Linked DNA regions of Mus musculus: regions 1, 3 and 4 are each linked to region 2. A link is a contact called in public HiChIP or PLAC-seq, Micro-C and promoter capture Hi-C data. All regions are on one chromosome and are shown on one strand. Each heading gives the region's core, a stretch centred on a gene start, on an enhancer-like site or on the middle of the called end of the contact. The rest is flanking DNA. Distances are from core to core; before and after follow the strand shown.

Region 1 (5,616 bases), core at 828-3,327, 550 kb before region 2:
AAGTGTAGGTGTTCACGATCTGAGCAACTGCATGCCCAAAAATTATGTTTTTTTTTCAGAAGAAAAGGGGGGTGTCATCGTGGGCCCACCACTTCCTTTGTGAGGCGTTCTTTCCCCCTTAACTATTGATCTCACAACTCTGTCATCTACAAACCGCTCAGAGCTAGCATAAAACTCCAAAGTGCAGAAGCAGTCCTGATCTGGACTCGGAATTGGAGGACAGAGATGGACAGGAGCCCAGGGTCTGGCGGGGACAGTGGGGGGGGGGGTATCACTAAGTCAAACCTCACAATGCCTCCTTTCATATGATTCAAAACGCGTCCAGGAAGGGCTATCTTTCTAAGAGCTGGCCCTCCTGTGGCATCCCACCACACTTAAGTAGCTGAAGGGAGGAGAGGAGGGAAGAATTTCCTCAATTTCCCAGGGGCGGAGTGCACACGAGAAATGGTGACGGAAAGAAAGTCGAAACACTACGCAAGGATTTTTGAGAAATTAAAGCAATGATCGCCAGTTCCCCTGATCTGTCCCCAGTGTCAGAGACCAACCAGCCGATCTGACTACAACCTGGCAGAACCAGACCGCCCCTCCGTAGACACCTGTTAGTTCGAGTTTCCGTTGGGCATGAGGGCGCCAGGAGGGCTAAGAAGCCTAATGCATTTCCGGCGTCGGAGGTTTCTGCCTCGCGCTCCTAGAAGCTGTCCCCACAGTCCAAGGGACTCAATCCCTATCTCTAGATGCATTTCAACCGAAGCACACCTCTCAAGTCTCTGTATACTAGGGGGGTCACAGAGCCCCGCCCTGCCCTAACAGCGACCACGCCCCTCCCAGCCCACTCTTGGTCCGCTGTTGACTCTCCTCTCCCCAGTTTGGTTCCTACGGAGGTCTCTTGCCGACTTCGTGCTGAGGGGCAGTGACCCAGGGCTTGCTGCCTCAGTTACGGGAGACGCGGCGCGGTTCCCCTCTTGTACCCATCGCGCAGAGAGGAGTGAGTCTGTGGTGTCAGGGATCAAGAGAAGGCCGGCCGGCTGGAGCTACCTGGCTCCCCCAGAACCGCTTGGGGCCCAACCTGTACCCCGCCCTTACCCTCTCAGTTGGGGGCTTGGAGTGAGCGCCTAGCTGCCCCGGGGCTCCCCGCCCCCGGCCGGCCCCGCCCCAGGATGGCCAGTTCCCATAGCAATCGCACAGACACCGGTTGCCAAGCAACCCCTCCCCCTCCTCCCGCGTCCGCTTTCCCCCCAACCCTAGACTCCTCCCGCCCCCACGCCAGCCTCCACCTCCCCCAGGGGCGCCGGCGAGGCCCCTGGGGATCGCTCCGCTCTCGGGTTGCGCGCGCGTGCGTGAGTTTCTGTGTGTTTCATTGTGTCTGTGCGCGAGGGGGTGTGCGCGTGCGAGCCGAGAGTTTGTGGGATCGGTGTGTTGGGGAGGTCCCCAGCCTAGAGGGACCCGAGGCTGCTGCGCCCGTGTCCACTCGGGAACCCACCCTCCCAGCTTTAGGTTCTTTGTGTCTCGCGTGGAGCCAGCGCCGCGCCCACCCCTCCCCCGGCCCACTCCCCGGGGCAATGTGTGCGTGTGCATGTGTGCGTGTTATGTGTGTGCGTTGGGGGTAGGGGTCCTACCTTCGATGCAACACACCCGCCACAGTCCCGAATGGGTGAGGTCGCCGCGAGCGCGGCGGGGCGGGGGCCCGTCGTCCATGGTCAGGTTGGTGCCGTTGCAGATGTGCGCGCTGGAGTACAGCCAGTAGTCGGTGCCGATGGCGATGGCCATGAGCGAGAAGGCGGCGAAGGCTCCGGCCGTGGTCAGCAGCATCTGCAGCCCGCGGTCGCATCGCACCATGGTGGGCGCCTCATAGTCCGCCGCCCGCCGGCCCGGCCCGCCGCGCCCGCCCGCCCTCCTCCCTCGGCGCGCGGCTCCGGGGGCTCCAGGGGCTGGGGGGCCGAGGGCCGGGGGGCGGCGCCGCGCTGCGCGCTCCGACCCCGCGCCCCGGGCGTGCCTGCGCTCCGGCTGCGCGGGGCTCAAACTCCGAGGCGCGGCGGCGAGTGAGGGCTGCGCGGGCTACGCGGGCCGCCGGGCGGGCTGGCGGCGGCGGCAGCGGCGGCGGTGGCGGCCGGGGGCTCCTCCCTCTCGGCCCGCCCTCCCCTCCGCTCTTGGCCCGCGCCCTCCGCGCCTCCACCCACCGCCCGCCGCCCGGCGCGCTCTCTCGGCGCCGCCCCTCCGCCTCTGGCCCCGCGCTCGCTCTCCCACGGCCGGGATTTTCCCTCCCCTCTCTCCCCTCCCTGCGCTCACGCGCGCTCTCTTTTCTCTCCCAGGCTTCATTCACATTATCAGAGCGAAGGAAGCCGAGGGAAAGAAAGATTGGTTCCCTGGAAGGACCCCGGGGAAGCTGCGTCTCCAGTCACCTCTCTTTCCAACCCGGGACAGCCAGGATCTCCTTAGTCCCCAGGATTCTGTATCCCATTCTGTGGGATGGAGATTGCGTCCCCTTTCCTTCTTTCCCCACGGCCTTATGGCTGTACCTGGTTATGAAGGTCTAGGCAGGGATGTACTGTGAGACTCCTCGCGTTTCCAAAGGGCCCAGATGTGGGTCACAGACGGGAGACATTCTTTATGGGCCAAGCCAGATGAAGATCACCTCCATTTCAACCGAAGCAAGCCAAGGGGTTCTAGCAGGCACTGGGGAGCTCTGGACTTCTTCGAAGGGGGACTGAGGATGTGACACACTACAGTCACACTTCTGATAGTCCATTGCTGATAGAGGCAGGAACACCAGCAACTACATTGTAGCCTCCAGCTGTTTCTTCTCCCTGTCCTTCTCTGAACCTTTACTTTTTCTCCGGTTGGCTCTTCCTCAGCCTAACCGGCTCTTCCTCACCTCCCCTTAACCTTGTCAGACTCTGCCTCGGGGCCTCTGGCCTCTTCCCTTAATTGCTTTTGGTGCTGGCAGGGTCCCAAGCTGGATACACTCCGAGCTCCTTGGAGCCAGGCTCCTTCCTTGCCACCCAGTTCCCCTCCTCCCCTGCAGGAGGCCTGAAACCCACGGGGGGGGGGGGAACTCAGGCCATTTCTTACACCCTTGTCCCTGTTGCATCCTCGAGGGTTGTTCTGTGGGCTGCTGTTCTGACCCCCTGGGATTGAAAGAGACACATGGAAAGCTGCTGCCCTTGCAATTTTACCTCCCGGGCCACTTTCCCAGCTTTCCTCAGAGAAAATAAATGAATGACCCCAGCCTCAGAGCACTCACTGTTCTTCCTCTCTGGAGAGTGTGAGCTCCCCCCTCGTATATAGCCGTGTGTGGTAGCAATGTGCAAATGTTTGCCCTGGGAAAAATTATCTTTTGCTGGGAGAAGGGAATATAAACAAATAGAAAAAAAAAACCAGAATAATAAAATGTGAGGGCCAGGCTGACTAGCCCAATCAGCGTTGCTGGCCTTTTCCTCTGCCTTTGGGGGGTGTCTGTTCTGCTTTCCAAAGTTTCAAAGGACGAGAGTTATTGCTTTTCTTCCCTTAAAAAAAATCACTGTCATCTAGGGCTGTATTGTCTACCCAGCAGGTGCCTGATATCCGGCTGAATGGACCAGAAGGCATGTGATGGTTTCTCCTGTTTCAGGGCAAGGCTGCTCACCTCTGTCTCCAGGAGCCTCCAAGATGAACTCAAGGTTCTGTGCTCTGAGAGATTTTTGATTTTTGGGGGGGGAGTCAGCCAGTCTTTGTTTCAGAGGTAATCCTTAACAGTGGGCCAACACAAACAAACCTGGTGTCCTGACTGCTGAGGAAATGAGGTGGAACACGCCGCGCCCCGACCCCCTCCCACCCCCCTTCCCACCCCCCCCACCCCCCCACACCTCGCAGCTGGAAGCTCCTCTGTGCTCCTCAGAGTTCCATGAAGCAAGGTGTGAAAACCCACATCCGGGTTAGCCAGGTGCTGGGTTACACAGAAACATCCTCTGGCCTGCACTAGTTAGAGCTTTCTCCTAGGATCTTGGAAGAAACCAATGCAGTAACCTAATTCATCTTCCAGGGGGTGGGTGGGGAGTAGATTTCCCCTCATGCCTTCTTAGGTAACTGTGAGATAATATCCAAGCAAGCAACCCCGAGTCACACAGGAGGTAGGACAGACGTCTTCAGCTCTAGGAAGCAAGTTGGACCAGCTTTTGTACTGTACCCACAGAGGGGCTTGGAGTGTCTTGGAGAGATCTAGAGATGGGACCTGGGCTTAAGATCATTACCACCTTGGTAGTGAACAGCTTGATTTGGACAAGCCATGACTACCTGGGAGGGAGATTCTTCTCTGGTATGCCTTTCAGATTTGCTTTGCAGGTCTCAGCCTTGGACACACATGCGCTGGACAGTTATTTGTGAATTAGTGGCAAATGCCACTTCTCTCTTGGAGACAGAGATTAGGATGCACTCTGGGCACATAGAGGGCATTCTGTGAGTTCTCACTATTGCCCCTCCACACCTCAAAACACCTGGATATGAGTCAAGGTGAAGAGAAGAAGTGGAGAAGCTTGCTGAAGTGGAGAAGCTTGCTGAAGCTTTCACCCTAGGTCAGATTGCAGCTCCGCTCCTGGAGACTGTTGTTATTTCCTGTTCTTTTGAGAGGACCCTGATGGGGGCTTGCTGGTTTGCCTATCTGTTGGTGATCACCCAACCTGCAGCCACACTTGGACCTGAGCTTATGTGGGTGTAGACTGTGGAGTCAAATAAGGACTTGACCGCCGGCAAAGAAGCTGGAGCAAACTCAGGGCTGTCTGAGGCCGTTCATCATGCCTGGGTGAGCACAATTGAAATCTGGAAATTTCTGCTCAGCTAGATTCAAGACTTCTAAATGGCTGAGTTTTGCTGCCTAGGGACCCTAGAGTTTGCAGTGTCCCCTGGGTTGCTTCCAGACCTGGGAGAAGGATGCATCCAACCCTTGCTTGGGAGAAGATTGTGGACTAGCGTTATTCTAGAGAGATAGGGCACTTGGTGTTTCTTCCAGGGAGCCACCTAGGACAAAGTGTATAGTGACTACATATTTTATTGCCACCCTGTATGGCCAAAGAGGTGGGGCGTGAGACCGTCAGTTAAAGCCATTCTCCAAAACCATTTCCCTCCCAATTCCGAGGGGTTCTTTCCTCATTGGTTCTTTCTGGTAATTGCTTCAAATCTTCACTTTCCACAAGCTGTGAAGATGGAACCATCATGAGTGAAATTCTCACAGTCTCAGATCCAAGGATCAGCGAGCGGCCATGCCAGGCAGTTAGCGAGGAGGGAGAGGAATACAGGACTAGGCTGCTCGTGCTCCATAATACGCGTGTCAGAGCACGAATGCCAAGGTAACTGGCCTGGCAGAGCAGGGCTACCTCTGCAGCTGGAGGAGGAGAGGCCCCACCACCCACCAGGGATGCAGACACCGTGGGTGGTGTCTCCGAAAGCCTTTATTAAGGGCTTTGTTTCCCTTTGTCCTCCTGAAAGAAGGACCTTTCCGTGGCAATGTTTTGTGATATCTCATTTCTCTGCTCAAAGGCAGATGGTTGTGCTGATTTCAGGAGGCTTATCTGAGGGGAGATTGGTGAGGGAGCCTGGGCAGCATCCCAGGCACCTAGACAGAAAGAATGATTTTGAGTTTTTATA
Region 2 (5,388 bases), core at 487-2,986:
AATCGGGCATCTTATTGGCACACTGATGGTGGGGTCCCCTTTTAATTCTCTTCTCTGGGTGGCCTGGATTCAGCACCATCTGTCCTATAGCCACTAGGATACCCCATTATGTATAAGGCTGACTGCTTGGTGTCTAGGTGCGCTTCGCCCCTTGCAGCTCCCTGCCCAGGAGGGAGCTAAGGAGCCCTGGCCATAGTTCTTGCTTCTAAGGTACTTCTTACTCCAAACACATGGACAAAAGAGTCAGGGTATCCCCAGGAAAAGCTGACACTTGGTGTTCAAAGTCGTGGGAGGGGGACGATTTCTAAGATATGATGGGGGTGGGGGGGACTGACATTTTGTAAATCTGATGAAAGCTGTAATTCTCTCACAAAAAAAATTTAAAAAGAAAAACATAAATCTGCATAAATCCAATTTTACCTAATTTCACAGGCTCCAGAGAGATAGATCCCTGAACCCTTCTTTTTATCAAGCCCCTCAGTTGCCAACGCTTGGCGTTCAGTGGAAATCACCTGAGCGCGGACACCTTTAGCCATTACAGTATTTTTCTTAAATAAGCCCTCTGTCCTCATCAACTGGGTTACAGGTTTAATCTCCTGTTGACAGGGTCTATTTTAAATGACTCCCTCTGCCCTCTGCCATTTGCCTGCCGGGTTAGCCCTCCTCCCCCACGGCAAGCTTTCAACAGTTTGCTGCCTTCCATCTCTCTCCCTCCCCTCTCTCCCCACTCTGGGCTCGGCCAGAAAAGTCAAAGTCTCCGTGCCCAGTAGAAACAGCCTACAGTAGGCAGGGACCCAAGGTTCCAGCGGAGTCCCAGCCCGACGCGAGGCACAAACACTCCCCGGAACGCGCCCAGCCTGGCTCGCCAGCAACTTGGAGCGGCGCGCCGCGGCTCCCCGCTACTCCCGGGCGTGTTTCTTGCGCGTCCTGGGGCCACTTTGACTCCAGCAATCTCTCTTTCCTGTCCCTTCGCTCCCATCAGGCCCATTGACCGCTCCGCTTGGTGACAGGGAAGACCTGTGCGCCCTAGGAGAGGCGAGGGGACCTTCCCCCTCATCCGAGTCACCCCGTGCAGAGCCAAGCGTCCCTTCAGGGCACCAGGGCATGCGTGGCAGCGCCGGGCCACTTTCCAGGGAGTGTCCCGCGTGGGTGCGCGCCTGTCACTCCTGGCGAGAGTTCGGACTCCGGCCAGGCACTCTAAGTTCTCGGAGGAGTCCTGGCCCTGAGAGTAAGGACGCGCCGGGGCTCAGAGACGTCCCCGAGCTTAAGTCCCGGGGACAAGCAGACCTGAGCCCCGGGGCAAAGGTGGCTCTTGGGTCCCCAGGGCTGCCGCGCGCACCTACCAGATGAAGTCGGTGCAGTGGCTGCAGAAGGTGGGTTGCTTGAAGAAGCGGGCGATGAATTTGTGGTCTTTCACCTCATGCACGTTCTTCTGCCTCAGCGCCCCTTTGCGGGCGAAGCGGTTGGCCACGTCCTGAGACGCCGTGGAGTCGTTGGCCGGGTAAACGTCAGCCATGGTTCCCCCCAACCACCTCTTGCCTCCGCCGGGGAGCAGCAGCCGGGGAGGGCCGGGGTGGGCGGGGGCGGCGGCCGAGGTGGCGGTGCTGATGAGGTGCGGTGGTGGCGGCGGTGGCCCGGGAGAGCCGGGCGGGCGCTGCGCTACTCGGAGCTGGGAGCCGAGCCGCTCTCTCTGGCTCTCTCCGGCTCTCTGGCTCGCTGGCTGGCCCCACGCTCACTGACAGCCCGGCGCCCGGCGCTCGCGCTTCCTACTCGCGGCGGCAAGAGGCGGCCCGGAGCGGCGCCGCCCACTGCGCATGCCCGGAGAGCTAGCGTGTGTATGTGTGCACGCGCGCGCGCGGCCTGGAGTAGGAGCGCGCGGGACGGGGACGCGCGCCGGGCGAGCCTTGGGCCTCTGCGCTCCGCTGCACAGAGCTGGACACGCAGACTGGGGGGCCCCTGTGAGCCCCGCCAACTGCCGAGGGCGGCGGTCGGGGAGAGGCCCTGGAGATGCCCAGCCCAGGAAGAAGCCGGGAGGGGCGGGTCCTTCTCCTCCGCCGCCCGCTTCTTTTTCCTCCCTTTTCCTCTGCTTCCTCCTCCCTCTTTTTTCTCCTCCTCTCCTTCCGCTCGTGGTGCCGGGCCTCCTCCTCTCCCCACCTTCCTCCACCCACTCACGCTTCTCTGCTCATGCTTTCCTCTTTCTGGGATGGAAGTTGTGCCCCGAAGGAACCCGGCACGGAGCGCTCCCCACCCCCACCCCCATGCCACCTTAGCAGGTACAGAGGTAGCTCCTTGTCTAGCTACCTGGACCCACAGGCATTTGGGGGTGGGGGGTTTGCTGGCTTTTTATCAGCCTCTTTCCCGTTTAACCTTTCACCTGACCAAAATGTCATTCTAGTCGTTTATGCCACTAAAATGCCCAAACCCTAACCCTCGCTCAGTTCCGAGTCGGTAAAAGGGAGCGGTTTTGAATAACTGATTGCCGGCTCTCTTACATCCCTTCGATCTTTGACCTGCAGTTCACCTGCTTATTATATAGATTTGTATGACAGTCGTAATAACCCGGTAAGATGCCAAAGGGCTTGCCCTGGTTTGTGATGTTATTCGTTGGCTATCAGAGCTGTGGTGCCCGAAGATGATCGGGCTCTCTTGATTTTACATGTCCAGAACCTTAACTTAGAAATCATTTTGCATCCTAAGCTAATTGCTGAAATACTGGCAGGTGTAGAGTTCAGCCAGAACATTTGTAAATTACCAAGTAAAACTGCTTGTGAAGGGGTAGCTGGAATGGATATGTATGCAAAGGGCGCACTTGGGGCTGGGCTGTCCGAGCGCCTGCTGAATATTTATTAGGTCTGCCTGGAGGATTCTAAACCTGGGACAGAGCAACCCTCTACCAACAAGAAGTTCATTGTCCCAATCGGCCTAGGGTGGTCCCAAACTCGAGGTAATACTCCTGTCACAGCTCCTGAGTGCTGGAATTACAGAGATGAGCCATCGCATCAGCTTCGTTTATTGTAGAATACAAATCCATTAAGACAATGTGCATACTTGAACTTGGACATGGTAACACCAGCCAGTGATCCCAAGAGGATCAGGAATGTAAGATCTCAAGTGCAGACTTTAAAAGAGGGAAATCGCCTGAAATACTAGCTCACAGCATATCCCATAAGCCACGAAGGACTATCCTTTTCCAAGATTGCCTAATTGTGACTCTTGACGAAAAGATAGCTTTTACATTTAAACAAGTGCAGGCAACTGAATAGCCATCAGTAGACCAGGCTCTTCACTGACCCATTTACAATCTGGTGAGCAAGTGTCTTAGGGTTACTACTGCTGTGATGAAACACCATGACCAATGGCAACTTGAACAGGAAAGGGTTTATTTGGCTTACATATCCTGAATCACAGCCCACTGAGAGAAGCCAAGCCAGGAGAGAACCTGAGGGCAGGAGCTGATTGCAGAGGCCATGGAAGATTGCTACTTACTGGTTTACTCAGCCAGGATCATGGGCCCAGGAATAACACCACTCACAATGGACTGGGCCCTCCTCCATCAGTCACTAGGAAAATGCACTACAAGCTTGCCTACAGTCCAATCTTATGGAGGTATTTTCTCAACTGGTGTCAGCTTGTGTCAAGTTGATAGGGCTACACAGCGCAGCCAGTACTGCTGGTGCTTGGTGATATTCTGTGGAAAGTGAATTTAAGCACTTCCAGGCCAAGGAGGCGAGCAGGGAAGAGGCAGGAGAAAAATGAAGAACAAAGCACACTAGGAAAATGGATCAAATTGTAAAATAAAAAAACAAAAACAAAAAAAAAAACAAAAAAAAACACATTATGGGTGTCTCAAACCATCCATGTTTAGTTGATAATTGTGCTTGAAATGGGGCATGGTGGAATGAAGCCACAACCCTTCACTCAGCCGTGTTTATCTGGGACAGGGGTCTTCCTCAAATATTTAATAAAGACAAGCTTCTATTTCCCTGGCTCACTGAGGGTGAAGCGGAGAGAAATGGAGGGTGGGGTTGCCTTGTGCATTCTTGAATATAAATAAGAGCCAGGCAGGCTGGGCATCAGCCTGGCATCTTCTGTGGGGGTGGGGTGGGGAGAGAAGTGATTGCTTTTGACTGTGCGTAGATAGGAGGGAGGCCATGTCTCTTTCCTTTCCGGTTGTGGCTCTACTTGCTAGCTTCTGTCCTGTGAGCATGAAGAGAAATGGCTAACTGAAAGCCCATTGATTGCTAGCTGGGCTGAGTGTGATTGCATCAACTGCCTTCATTTAAGCTCGCTCAGCCCAGAGTGAGTGGTGCACCCAGAGTGGAGAATTGTCAGTTACTGAGCAATACAGCTGCGCCTCTAGCATGGATAGGAATGGTTGGTCCCCATTCCCTCACGCTAGCCACCAATGGAGAAGACTAAGGAAGTGACCTCCTGAGGGGACAGTGCTCAGTGCTGGTGATTGTCTTTAATATGTTGTTTCCTAGAGAAGGTACCAGAAAAGAACTGAAGATAATGGGTGGAATGCAGCATCCATGTCTACCCTGATGTTGAAGAGTAAAGTCAGCACTCCTTGGAGAGGTGTCATCTACGCTATGGTGACATAGGAGCTTGGTGCCAGGGTCAAAGTCAGGGTCTTGAATTAATGTTTTCAAACGAGAATGGTTTACTTAATGTTGGTCGTCTTGACGTGCAGGATACAATTTGTTCTGTGAAGCCACCTGCTCTGAATTCCACATGAGCCATTTTTCAAACTGGGCAGTACGAACTGCTTAAGTATTGAAAAATCCTGTCATTATTTGGGCTTTTTCAACTTACTATGTAGAAAGCATGGGGAAAGGTAAGATGGCAAATTAGACTATAATCCGGCAGATAATTAGATTTACAGTGACTAGGAAGTCTGGTAATAAATAGACTAGGGTCCAAATGACAAGGGGACTATAAGGGCAGGGGCCATTGTCAGACAAGCTTTGAGAGCTGGTGAATAGAAGTCCCCAGCAGAGATGAGTGCCAGGCCTTCCAGACACAGTAGAATGGGAAGCAGCTAAAATCCAGGTCACGTACTCCTCAACAAGGCATAGACCTCTGTCTTCTCAGAAGGAGTGCCATTTTTTTTTTTTTTTTTTTTTTTTGTAACTCACAGAAAGATACTGTGGAGTTTAGTGGAGATCCCAGTAACACTCTACTTAATTCCAGTTTATGGCATGTGACCTGAAAGGACCTTTGGGTCTGTCTTTTAAAAGCAAGCCTTCACCTCTCTCAGCAACCTCTGTCCCACAGAGACATTCTGTATCACCATCACCCTTTGGCTCAAGCTGAAGGCCAAAGCGCCTTCCCATTCGTCCCTCCAGTCTACCCCCTCATCCAGTCTGAGAGGCGTCCCGTGTGCTC
Region 3 (5,485 bases), core at 2,493-4,992, 800 kb before region 2:
AGACATGCAGATTCTGCAAGCTTCCTCTCCAGCCAGTCTAACTGAAACGGAGAGCTAAAGGGTCCCCGAGAGAGGAGACAGCTGAGACTCTCCTCTGGCCCCTAACCACGTGTATGTACAGGTGTGCACACACACATATACCACACATACAAATCAAGACACATACACACAAGCTGCTAATCCCAGCACTCGGGAGGCAGAGGCAGGCGGATTCCTGAGTTCGAGGCCAGTCTGGTCTACAGAGTGAGTTCCAGGACAGCCAGGGCTATAAAGAGAAACCCTGTCTCACCCCCCGTCGCCCCCCTCCCCCGTCCCCAAACACACACACACACACACACACACACAAAGAAACAAACCAAAAAACCAAAACCAAACCAAACCAACAACAAAAAAACCCCAACTGAACTGTATGTAGTCAGGGGACTACTTGTAATCTCACCACTTGGGAGGCAGAGGCAGAAAGGTCAGGAGTCAGGGTTATTATTGGCTACATAGCAAGCTTGTGGCCTTCCTGTTATAAGAACATTAGGTTTGAAGTGTCTATGAGAGATACAAGGAAGTTTCACACTCAGGCGCAAAGCACGAAAACAGTACAAGACACTCAGGAATCCCCATTTGACATGAACACTTAAATCCAGGAAAGAGGTGACTAGACAGTATACCTGAAGAACAGAGGCCTAGAGACCAAGTCCTGGCAGTCTTCAAACTAAGAAGGTATGGTCATGGGTGATGGGGGAGAGAGAAGATGGGGAAGGAAGAGGGAATCAGGGCTGCTGGTGTCTATCAGCTCAGAAGCAGAACAGAGCCAAGTTAACAGCAGCTGAATTGTCCCTAGCTGAATGTGATCAGAGCCATCTGAAAAGATGGTCAGTCCACTTCAGCCATCAGTACCTTCTCCTTACCCTCTTGCACTGATAAAAGTTTGCCAGAAAACATCTGCTAAGCATCTATGGGAGTGGGGCAGACAATAAGACAAATTGATAAGAGGATTTCTAATAATGGTAGCAGAATCAAATGGCCTGTTCTTCCTTCCTTCCTTCCTTCCTTCCTTCCTTCCTTCCTTCCTTCCTTCCTTTCTTTTTTTGGTTTTTCGAGACAGGGTTTCCCTGTATAGTCCTGGCTGTCCTGGAACTCACTTTGTAGACCAGACTGGCCTCCAACTCAGAAATCCTCCTGCCTCTGCTTCCCGAGTGCTGAGACTAAAGGCATGTGCCACCAAGCCCGGCGGCCTGTTTCATTTAAGGGGATGGTAGATGTCCTTCTGGAGGAGTGACACAAACAGAGACCTGGATGATGAGCTGATGACTGGCAGATCAAGGGAAATATTTTTCTCAGGGAAAGATCGTGGGGTGATGTAGGGAAGAGAGAGGCCACACTGGACTCATTATGGAGGAAGGGCAATCTCATATTGATCTTGTAGGCTATGGCTGGGAACTTAGGCTCATCTCAATTGTGATGTGAAGGCGTAAGTAAGATTTGTATTTCACAAATGTGAACTACAACTGTCTATCTGAGTTGGTCAGAATGGAAGGGCAGGCCCGGAGCGGGAGAACCTCCTGGAGGAGGTTCTTTCAGCACAGGTAACAGGTGGCATCTGGGACAAGAACCTGCCAGAACACACACCAGAGGCAGTGACATAAATGGAACCTGTCTTTGGGCCAAAGCTTTTCTAAAGCAAAGAAAGGCTACCTAGCAAAGAGGCAGCTTGGCAGGCATAGCCCGTGTGCTTCGGTTGATTACTTACTTACAAGGAAGCTCAGATCGCCCACTTGAAGTTGCCAATCATCACATTAGTGCATCCTAGTGGCTAAAGAAATGCAGGAACTGGAGGAGGAGCAGCTAGGGTACCCTGGAAACAAGACGTGGGCGCCTTCCTTAGCAGGGAGAGCCAAGGGACAGGTAGTGGACACCCTGACCACCCTAGAGGTGCCCAGAGCTCTTGTCTCCAACTCAACTGAAGCTTCTCAGAAGCTCTGAAAAGCGGTGACTCAGGGGAGGTTCCTCCCTGGAAAACCTCTTCCTAGTCCGTTGGAATGACTCACCTGCTCCCTCCCTCAAGAGTGACCCCGGGGCCAATCCCTTAATGAGTCCGCACCTCACCCTTCTCTTCAGGCTGAGACAATAGAATGGTGGAGCTTTTGGCTCCCTGCGGGCAGAGGTTGTCAGCAATCACCCAGGTAGCTAAAGACTGCTCTGGTGGGATCCAGAGGTGACTAAAAAAGGTAGATCTAAGACCCTTTGCACCGAAAAGAGTGTGTTTGCGCGATAGTGCCTGTTGCCTCAGGATCTTTGAATTTACAGAACCATTTAACAGCAAGCTTTGGTATATTGGAGATTTATTTATTACTGGGGATTAAACCCTCGCTAAAGCTAAACAACAGGATCTACCCGGAAGTCTCGGAGCATTTTCTTTTGGACACAAATCTTGCTCCGGGGAGGCGAGCATCTAGAGGTCCTCAAACTCAGCAGTGCTGACACTGGAGGAAGAGAATGTATAGGGTGGGGGTGGGGAGTTAATGAACAGACCTACATTTCTGGCAGGACTAGGGCTGCAAGGAGCTGGTACTTCATGGAGCAAAAGGGGTGGTCACCTGAGCTAGGTGTTGCTCGCCTGAAGCAACGCGGGAGGGGCGGGGAAAGCGCTGGGCTTGTCTTGCAACCAGAAAGCAGATGCCCGCGGGATGCTCGCAAAGGTCTGTTGCCGGCGCACGGTCGCCTCCTACTTCCTGCGTCCTGGTCGCCTCCAAGCCACTCTGGACATCCCCCTCCTCTCTCTGCCCAGAGCCAGCGTGGCGCCCGCCCTCTACCTTGTCCCGCCGCCTGGGGTCGCCGCCTTGTGGGAACAGGACAGTTGAAACGCGGTAGGCACTACCCCCCAACCCACCCGGGGGACCCCCTCCCGGCCCAGGCGCGCATCCACGCCCCACCCGGACTCTGCAGCCGGGTTCTCTTGAGTTACCTGCATGGGGAAGTCACAGTCCACAATTTGGACTCTAACCCGGCTGAATTCTAAAGCCACATTCCTAGGGGAGGGGGTCCTCCGACCTAGAGGGTCGCAGATCACATTACCGGCCAAGAGGAGGGGACCGCGCGAGTAAACTGGGGTAAAAGTTGCATTTAGCTTAACCTTCCCAGATCCCAATTGCAGCTTTGCGGGCGGATTGACTCGGCGTTTCACCGAGTTCCTGGGATCCTAGGGCCCCAGAGTGGCTTCTTAGGATACCGACACTGTCCCCGCGCGCGAGTGCGACATGCCTGGCGGATGCCCCGGGGCGGGAAGCGCGAGCGGTAGCAAGGACCTGGAGCTGGGGGAACCGCTCGCAGGCGTGCGCATTCATGCGCTCATGCATCCCTGCATACATCTATGCATCCGCTAGCCGGCTCACACACCACCCGCGTCCGGGACACGCCGTGTTGATTGAATGCAGGAGTAGGGTATCTGGCTACTAGGGCAGGATCGCGGCGGGGCAGACAGCAGCTCGCGTAAGGAATGGGGGAGATAGGGACGGGGGTGGGGGGAAGAGAGAGCACCCCAAAGGCACAGTTGGAAAACTGGGTGTGTGAGTAGGGGTGTTCCTTGAGAAGTCTCGCAGGCGCTGAAGGGGGCCGGGCGGGCCTCTGGGGCCAACTTTCCGGAGGGAGGTGCAGCCGGAGGGGGCGGCGCCGGCGGCGGGAGGCGGGAGTCGGGGGCCGAGGGGGGGGGGGAGTCACTTTAAAGGCTCTTTCTTACCCATAATGCTTTGTGGGGACGTTGACAAGTGGATCCAAGATGGCGTAGAAAGTAATGACAGGTAAGTCCTGACTTCCCCGTTCTCCGCTGCCCGGGTCGCTTCAGGAGCCTCCAGAGCCATCCGGGGAGAGGCCCGGACTCTCCTCGGGTGCTCCGGGTCCGGGACAGCGCGGCCCCGGGGACAGCGGGGGATCCCGCCGGCCGCCGGCAGGGCCTGGGGAGCGGGGCTCTCTCAGAGGCGAGGCCCGGACGCTGGAGCTGTTTACTGTTTCTTCCCCTCCTCAATCTCCTTTTCCCTCCGCTGGGGGGCTGAGGTGCCAGGGACCCAGGCGGTGGCCCGAGGGTCCTTGCACACGCCCGAGGTTCGGGGGGACCCGGGAGCCCGCGCGAGGCTGCTCCGGCACGGGCCGACCCTGGGGTCCCCGCACGCCCCGCGCCCCAGGGTCGCGGCTTAGGGTGGGGAGCGGGCGGCCTCCCACGCCGCGCGCGGTGCAGCCCTCCGGGTTAGCATTTCCACCCAGGGTGGGGCGGCGACCCCAGGGCAGGGGACAGCACGAAAGTGGGTCAGGGGGCGCCCCTCCCCAGCAGAGGGCTCTGCTCAAGATTCACTGTGGTCCCCCTCTCCCCGCCCCCCTCCTGGGACATGCGTGGCCCGTGAGCACATCTACAAAAACAAATGCACAGTCTCTTCCTGGAGGTGTCTCCAAAGGCCCCTTTCTTTCCTTCTCTCTCTTTACCCTCAAGGGCTCGGACACATAGTCCTAAGTAGGAACTGTGATTTCTCTCCCCAAAATGAGTTGAGTCTTCTGCCCCCTGGCCTTTGCTGAGGGTCCTCACAGACAGGGCTGGAAGCCAGAGCCTTCAGATTCCTTTTGGGTTGGGAACCTTGTTTTTTTTTTTTTTTTTTTTTTTTTTTGTTGAGCTCCGAAATTGGCATCCTTTCTCCCTTGCAAAGTTACACTTTTTAGACAAGCCATTAGGATAATCAGAAGTGTAACTTCAGAGATAGTGGATGCCGGGAGCAGCCGGGGGAAGAGGGAGACGTTATCTGGCCTAGTTTGTTCTTGATTTTGCTCTCTTCACTCATATGAATAGCTTTTTTCCCCCCCTCCTTGATTTTTTTCTCCCTTCTTTTATTTTTGAAAGTAAGACTAATCAGTGTAGAATAGATGAGTTTATTATGTTTAAGGTTGAAGACTATTTTCTAATCTGTTGCTGAAAGAAAATATTTTCAATTTTAGGTAAAAGAAGCAAATTTTTTTCCCCTCCAAAGCTTCATCCTGTATCTTTTTTTTTTTTTTTTTTAAATAACTTTTTCCACTTGAAGTGTATCCATATTCTTTTACTAAAGGACTATAAAATGCTTGTAACTGGTAACAGCTCCAACTGGTGTTGCATACCATCTTCTTTTTCTGTTTGCTCCAGGAACTGGATGAAGTAATTGATCACTAATGAACTACAGAGCCGGTGAGATGTGCAAGGTGAGACTGAAGTTCAAAAACTACACCCTGTTTCCCCTCTTTCTTGTATCCAACTCAAGGGTCAGGGAAAGCTACTTTCCAAATAGATCAGTCAGCCGACTGGGATACAGGCAAGGCGAGATTTAGGAAAGACATACCATCCTTTTTAGTGGCTCCCACTTATTCATACGTACTGAAGCTTTTCTAGAGCTAAATGTTAGCTGTGGCTATATACTTGATCAATGTCTTTTCCAGGAGTAATTATAGTTTGCCTCTTCTCATTTCCTTGGCTAAC
Region 4 (5,725 bases), core at 143-2,642, 870 kb before region 2:
CAAAGGACAATCCAGATCGCGGAGGGAGCCTGGATGCTCGGCTGGGCAGGAGCCAGCGCCTAGACCGGAGGCGACAAGAAGTCGGGTTCTAAACGGACCCTCTCCAGGCCTCCCACATGCCCCCAAGGCGGGACTCTGGTCTGCAGATCCCACCCGCGCGGAATTTGTCCCTGCAAGCCCACCTTGTAAAGAGGACATGGGGACAGTGGCTACCACCACGGCCGGTTACCCCGATACTCCGGCTGCAGAGCATGCTTGGGCTCTTATACTCTGTGCATTTGCTTAATTGGAGGGAGGGGGCGCAACAGCTCCCTGTGACGCATTGTGGTCCCCAGGAATCTGATTCTAGATGTCCCCGAAGAGCTCACCTGGACTCCCCCGCCCCACCCCCACGCCGCCTTTCCTCTGCTGGGGTGACGAGTGGGAACAGCGAATCCCCTGCCTCCTCCCCCTCCAGCCTCCAGGTTTGGGCGCCAGGGTTTCCCCGCCGCACGCAGTGGACCCGCCGGCCGAGTGGTGGCGGCTGGGGACCCGGAGCGGGCGAGGCCGGGCGCGGTGCCTACCTCGTCCACGGTGAGCGGCATGCAGATTCGGTACTCCTTGAGCAGCATGTTCCTGCCGGCCGCAGACCTCGGGAAAGAAGGGGGCGTCCCAACAGATGAGCAAGGCTGGAGCCCAGAGGAGGGCAAAGACGCTGGGAACCGGCAAGCGAAGCAGCCCCGGTGGTGCGCTCAGCTCCTAACTGCCTCCGGTCCGCCCCGGAGCATGTCAAGCTTCGGGTCCCGGTGTCTGTGACTCCCCCGCCTCCTTCCTCGCAGAGATCAGCCCTCTCGGTATTGCAAAGTCAGGCACTGAGGGAGGGAGACCCGCGGGAGACAGCTCGGATCAGCAGCCCCGGGCTGGTAGGCGCGGCCACCAGATCAGGACATGCCCGGCGGCGGGCAAGAGAGGCAAAAGGAGGAGGAAAAGGGATTTCCACAAATTCAAACAAACGCACAAAAGTCTCCTCTGGATCCTCCTCCGAAAGCAGAGCTGAACCTGGCGAGCCCCCTTTTTCTCCTACCCGTCTACCGTGGGTTAATGTCACCAGGAACACATTGCCGCGGGAGCAGGCGATGCTGACTTTCCAAACAAAGGCTCGATGGGCTCCTCTCCCCGGGCGGTAAACAAGATTTCCTGCTCTTTTTTAGGGCCAGTCCCCGAGTCTCTCCGGAGCTCAGCTGAGAGAGAAAAGGGAAGCCGCAGCCGCCAAGGCTCTGCCCTGCTCTGGGCCCCGGGTGTCTTCAACCTAGGCGGTTGGCTGCCAGCGGCTTGCGCGCGTCCCCTCCCCCGAGTCCCTCGGCTCTGAGAGCGCCGTGCGTGCCCGTGAGTTTGCAGCCACCTCGCCGCGACTGGAGAGTCCGCGCCGAGCTGCAGTGTGCCTGGGGCAGGGAGGTGGGTGCGGGAGGAGCGAGAGCGACGAGGCTGACATCAGCAGCGGCCGCGGCGGGGAGGGTAGCCCCATCCGGCCAATGGGGAAATGGCAAAGAATGTGGAGGATTTAAACAAAACAGCATGTCTCTCCCGTCTGCTGCCAGACGCCAGGGCTGTCCCAGAACCTAGAACAGCTAACGCAAAGAGAACAGAGAATCGCAAAGAAGCTATCCTGGACTCTTACAACGTTGGATCTGTTTTCAAATGTAACCTGGGTGCCATAGGGCTCTCTACTTAGTCGCTTTGGAAACCGTTTCCAAAGTGCACTAGTGCCCCTTGACTTTGGGGCTGGGGGCGTGTTTACAAATGCTCACAGCGAACATTTTTTTCTCTCTGATGGAGTAAGCAAGGCCGGAGCAAGAGAAATGATGGTTTTAGAATGGGTTTTTCTAACATGCTCTCAAGGCGGAGTTCTGCAGCAGTGTTGGTGAAAACAGAGTAAAAATGCGTGCGCGCTCGCAACCACACACACACACACACACACACACAGAGAGAGAGAGAGAGAGAGAGAGAGAGAGAGAGAAGCATTGCCTGCTACCTCTTTCTCCCTGGCTCTCTGCAATCCCAACTGCAGGCTTCCCAGAGCAGAAAGAATAGGTTTTCGTGTCAGCACTCCTAAGTTCAAAAAGTCACAGTGAAATGTCAATAAAAATGCCCGGGGTGTTGGTATTTCATCCATATTAAACAGATCTCTCATTTTAACCACAAGAAGCACATTCTTTAGTTACTCAGGAAGCAGCATGTAACTGCTGAAGTCTGGTTTTCATTTGTCTGGCATTCGGTTTTGGTTTGTTTTTTTTTTTTTTTTTTTTTTTTTTTAGCTTGTTTTCCTAAAAATGGAGGAAAAAAGTGCATCCACTGCCTATAGGAGGATAATGTGTAAACATCACTGGCTCTCAAACATAGATGCATATGTTCACACAAACGTGTGTGTGTGTGTGTGTGTGTGTGTGCATTTGTGAGTTCTGGAGACCCACATTCACCCATAGAGCTTGCATTGGGCAATGCAGACTCTGCAGGCCTCAATGGTATAGTATGTTAAAATGATGCTCAATAAGTCACTAATCAACATAATGAGGGTGGGCTCTGGCTAATGTTGTCCAGATGACCCAAGTTTAGAGCTCAGGGAACATGATCCAGCCTGCTAGGAAAATGACACCCTAAACATAGCTTATATTCTGGTAAAGAAAGAAAGAAAGAAAGAAAGAAAGAAAGAAAGAAAGAAAGAAAGAGAGACAAAGAAAGAAAACTATTTTCTAGATAAATGCTTCCCAAAGTTGGCTCTGAAATATTTACAGCAGCTAATTAAAGGTAAACCAAACACCCTGAGAAATTTTGTTTTGTTTTGTTTTTGAGACAGGGTTTCTCTGTCTAGCCCTGGTTGTCCTAGAACTCACTTTGAAGTCCAAACTGACCTTGAACTCAGAGACCTACCTACCTGCCTCTGCCTCCCAAGTGCTGGAATTAAAGGTGTAGGCTACCACCGTCCTTCAAGGTAGATCATTAAATTTGACCTGATAGTGTTGAATTGGAAGCTTGTGAGACAAAAAGAACCCAAGATGATTTTTTTTTCTTTTTTCCTTTTAGCAGAATGGCACTTAATCATCTTCACAGTGGCTTCCTACTGTGTATTTCCAATTATCTCTAGACTGCTAATACTATCTAATGTAATGTGCATGGCATGTGAATAGTTGTTATATCGCATTGTTCAGAGAGTAAGGACATCTGCCATGTGTTCCGTACATTAGTGGTTTCTGAGTATGTTTTGATCCGTGGGACAGTGGATGCACTGACAGGGAACCCACAGACACTGCTGGCTGGCTGTACTTTTCTTTTTCTTTTCTTTTCTTTTCTTTTTTTTTGTTTTTTTCTTCTTTTTTTCTTTTTTTTTGTTTTGTTTTTGATTATTTTTTTCTTTTTTTTTTTTTTCTTTTTTTTCTTTTTTTTTTTTTTGGCTGTACTTTTCTTCCACCTCACATTACAAGGTGACTTTCCCCAGTATATTGTCTTTTTCTTTCTACTTGGCTTCCTTATTTCCCCGGTCTCACTAATAGTGTGCAAGCACAGCTTTAACCATAGCAACTTGAAAGCCTTTTGGTGACAACAGGAGGCTCCAGGCTCTAAGACCTTCTCTCCCACTTTAGTCCACGAGTATTTCTTAACACCAATGGCCTCAGAAGACCTTCACTTCTCAGCTTTGATCCTTCTGCTCATCCCATTATTGCCTTCTTGGAGAATCCTTCATGCTATCCACGGCCTCATGACATTATTTTAAAGCCAAGTATTGACTATCTATCCATCTGTTATGGAAAGTAACACCGATAACAATATGCTGAATTGGTTAGGATATAATACTAGAGGTGCCTGTGTTAACATTAATACTACAGGGAACATATGGGAACATGTAGACCAGATGGAATGAGGAAGAGAGGAGGCATAAAAACGATCTGGGCGGGAATTAGGGGCGGCTAGTATTCATTACTATGGTTCGTGGTCTGGGGTTAGGGAGAGTTCATTCATAACTCATTTGTCTTGGGGAAGAGGGTGCCATCTACTGGTCAAAGTGATTGCTTGCAAGTGTTTCAAGTCCTGCCTTCAGGAGCCACAAGTGAATGACAAGAATTTTACCTCCCTCCCTTCCTTCCTTCCTCCCTCCTTCTTTCCTTCCTTTCTTTTGTTTTTCTATTGTTTATTTGTTTTTGTGGCTTTTTTTTTGGACACCAAGAGTTTCTGGAGATGGCTCAGAGGTTAAGAGCACTGTCTGCTCTTCCAGAGGTCCTGAGTTCAATTCTCATCAACCACATCTCCGCTTTGTAATGAGATCTGGTGCCCTCTTCTGGCCTGCAGACATATATGCTGTATACAAATAATCTTTAAAAATCAAGAGCCGGGAGTGGTGGCTCATGCCTTTAATCCCAGCACTCCGGAGGCAGAGGCAGGTGGATTTCTGAGTTCGAGGCCAGCCTGGTCTACAAAGTGAGCTCCAGGACAGCCAGGGCTATACAGAGAAACCCTGTCTCAAAAAAAGCAAAAAAACAAACAAACAAAAAAATCAAGAGAGAGGCCTGTCAGTGGTGGCACACTCCTTTAATCCTGGCCCTTGGGAGGCAGAGGCAGGTGGATTTCTGAGTTCGAGGCCAGCCTGGTCTACAGAGTGAGTTCCAGGACAGCCAGAGCTATACAGAGAAACCCTGTCTCGAAAAACCAAAAAAAAAAAAAAAAAAAAAAAATCAAGAAAGAGTTTCAAGTGTTTCGGTGTAGCTCTGGCTGTGCACATGCCACTAGCCATACCCTTGTTTCTTTTAAGCCTATGAAAGTCGATGCTATCACGATAATGGTTGGTTGATAAGAAATTCCATCAAAGATGGAAAATCTGCAGTTATCCGTCATCGAATGTAAAAATGAGGGTGGAGCACAGGGAAAGCAAAGGTGTCACAGGACAGATGGCACGCAGTTACGTGAGTCACTGAAGGGTAAGAATAGGATTCTTGGTCTCCCTGATTAAATGCATCCATCCTCCACCATCCAGCATTTGGCTGTGTTGAAGAGGGAGCGACAAGAATCAGTGTAAGATTCATCGATCCTATGCAAATGTCTAGTTACTCCGAACTCGGTATGGACAGCTTGTCCAAAATGGTTATATTGGGTGGGACGGGGGCTGGAGAGCTCCCATCCTGCTCAAAGACCTGGGTTCATCTAGCTCTGCAGTGGGAAGGAGAAAGGGTTGAAAGAGGATGATTTAAAAAGAAAAAAATAGCCCTTAGGAGTTGGAGAGATGGCTCCATGGCTAGGCACATTTGCTCTTGTAAAGTGTACCAGTTCTGCTCTTAGAGCTCACATCGAGTGGCTCCCAACTGCCTGTATCTCCAGTTCGGGGCCTCTAACATCCTCTTCTAGCCTCCAAAGGCCACCAATACATGTGGAAAAGTCACATTTAGGCACACCTGTAATAACTTTAGGGCTGGAAAGATGGCTCAGTGGTTAAGAGCACTGACTGCTTGCTTTTCCAGAGGTCCTGAGTTCAATTCCCAGCACCCACATGGTGGCTCATGACCATCTGTAATGGGATCTGATGTCCTTTTCTGGTGTATCTTGATGACAGTGACAATGTATTCATATAAATAAAATAAATAAATCTTTTTTAAAAATATTTATTTATTATTATATCTAAGTACACCAGAAGAGGGCATCAGATCTCAATACAGATGGTTGTGAGCCACCATGTGGTTGCTGATATTTGAACTCATGACCT

Evidence for each region. Promoter capture Hi-C pulls out the DNA fragments that hold promoters and counts their contacts. A called contact is a pair of places that touch in the nucleus more often than the background predicts. HiChIP or PLAC-seq counts read pairs in DNA pulled down with a chosen protein or histone mark.
Region 1: a Micro-C map of embryonic stem cells shows a contact between it and region 2, with 3 times the contacts expected there. The contact joins the promoter of Cacng4 here to the promoter of Prkca in region 2. A contact is called at or near these places in 7 of 39 promoter capture datasets (cranial neural crest, embryonic stem cells, hippocampal neurons and 2 more), 4 of 484 Hi-C or Micro-C datasets (all in embryonic stem cells), 2 of 115 datasets of contacts at active chromatin or transcription factors (astrocytes and embryonic stem cells) and 1 of 9 other capture datasets (embryonic stem cells).
Region 3: a contact with region 2 is called in a promoter capture Hi-C map of liver, with 2.3 times the contacts expected there. The contact joins the promoter of Helz here to the promoter of Prkca in region 2. A contact is called at or near these places in 8 of 39 promoter capture datasets (the 3T3-L1 cell line, the C10 cell line, the HPC-7 cell line and 5 more), 1 of 484 Hi-C or Micro-C datasets (embryonic stem cells) and 2 of 115 datasets of contacts at active chromatin or transcription factors (astrocytes and embryonic forebrain).
Region 4: a contact with region 2 is called in an H3K4me3 HiChIP or PLAC-seq map of embryonic forebrain, with 2.9 times the contacts expected there. The contact joins the promoter of Pitpnc1 here to the promoter of Prkca in region 2. A contact is called at or near these places in 3 of 39 promoter capture datasets (the C10 cell line, hippocampal neurons and pre-B cells) and 1 of 115 datasets of contacts at active chromatin or transcription factors (embryonic forebrain).

What each region holds. Positions count from the first base shown.
Region 1 is chr11:107,792,629-107,798,244 of GRCm38.p6, forward strand. Cacng4 (calcium channel, voltage-dependent, gamma subunit 4) reads right to left here and starts at 2,078. Exons shown (of 4, transcript NM_019431.4): 1 at 1,617-2,078. The coding sequence starts at 1,836. It overlaps Gm11650 (predicted gene 11650), which reads left to right and starts at 1,244. Exons shown (of 2, transcript NR_165828.1): 1 at 1,244-1,337; 2 at 2,310-3,225.
Region 2 is chr11:108,342,152-108,347,539 of GRCm38.p6, forward strand. Prkca (protein kinase C, alpha) reads right to left here and starts at 1,737. Exons shown (of 17, transcript NM_011101.3): 1 at 1,344-1,737. The coding sequence starts at 1,516.
Region 3 is chr11:107,544,191-107,549,675 of GRCm38.p6, forward strand. Helz (helicase with zinc finger domain) reads left to right here and starts at 3,743. Exons shown (of 33, transcript NM_001368755.1): 1 at 3,743-3,791; 2 at 5,156-5,211. Gm39426 (a long non-coding RNA gene) reads right to left here and starts at 3,804. Exons shown (of 3, transcript XR_003949607.1): 1 at 3,731-3,804; 2 at 2,592-2,833; 3 at 1,202-2,477.
Region 4 is chr11:107,469,328-107,475,052 of GRCm38.p6, forward strand. It overlaps Pitpnc1 (phosphatidylinositol transfer protein, cytoplasmic 1), which reads right to left and starts at 1,393. Exons shown (of 9, transcript NM_001359616.1): 1 at 564-1,393. The coding sequence starts at 611.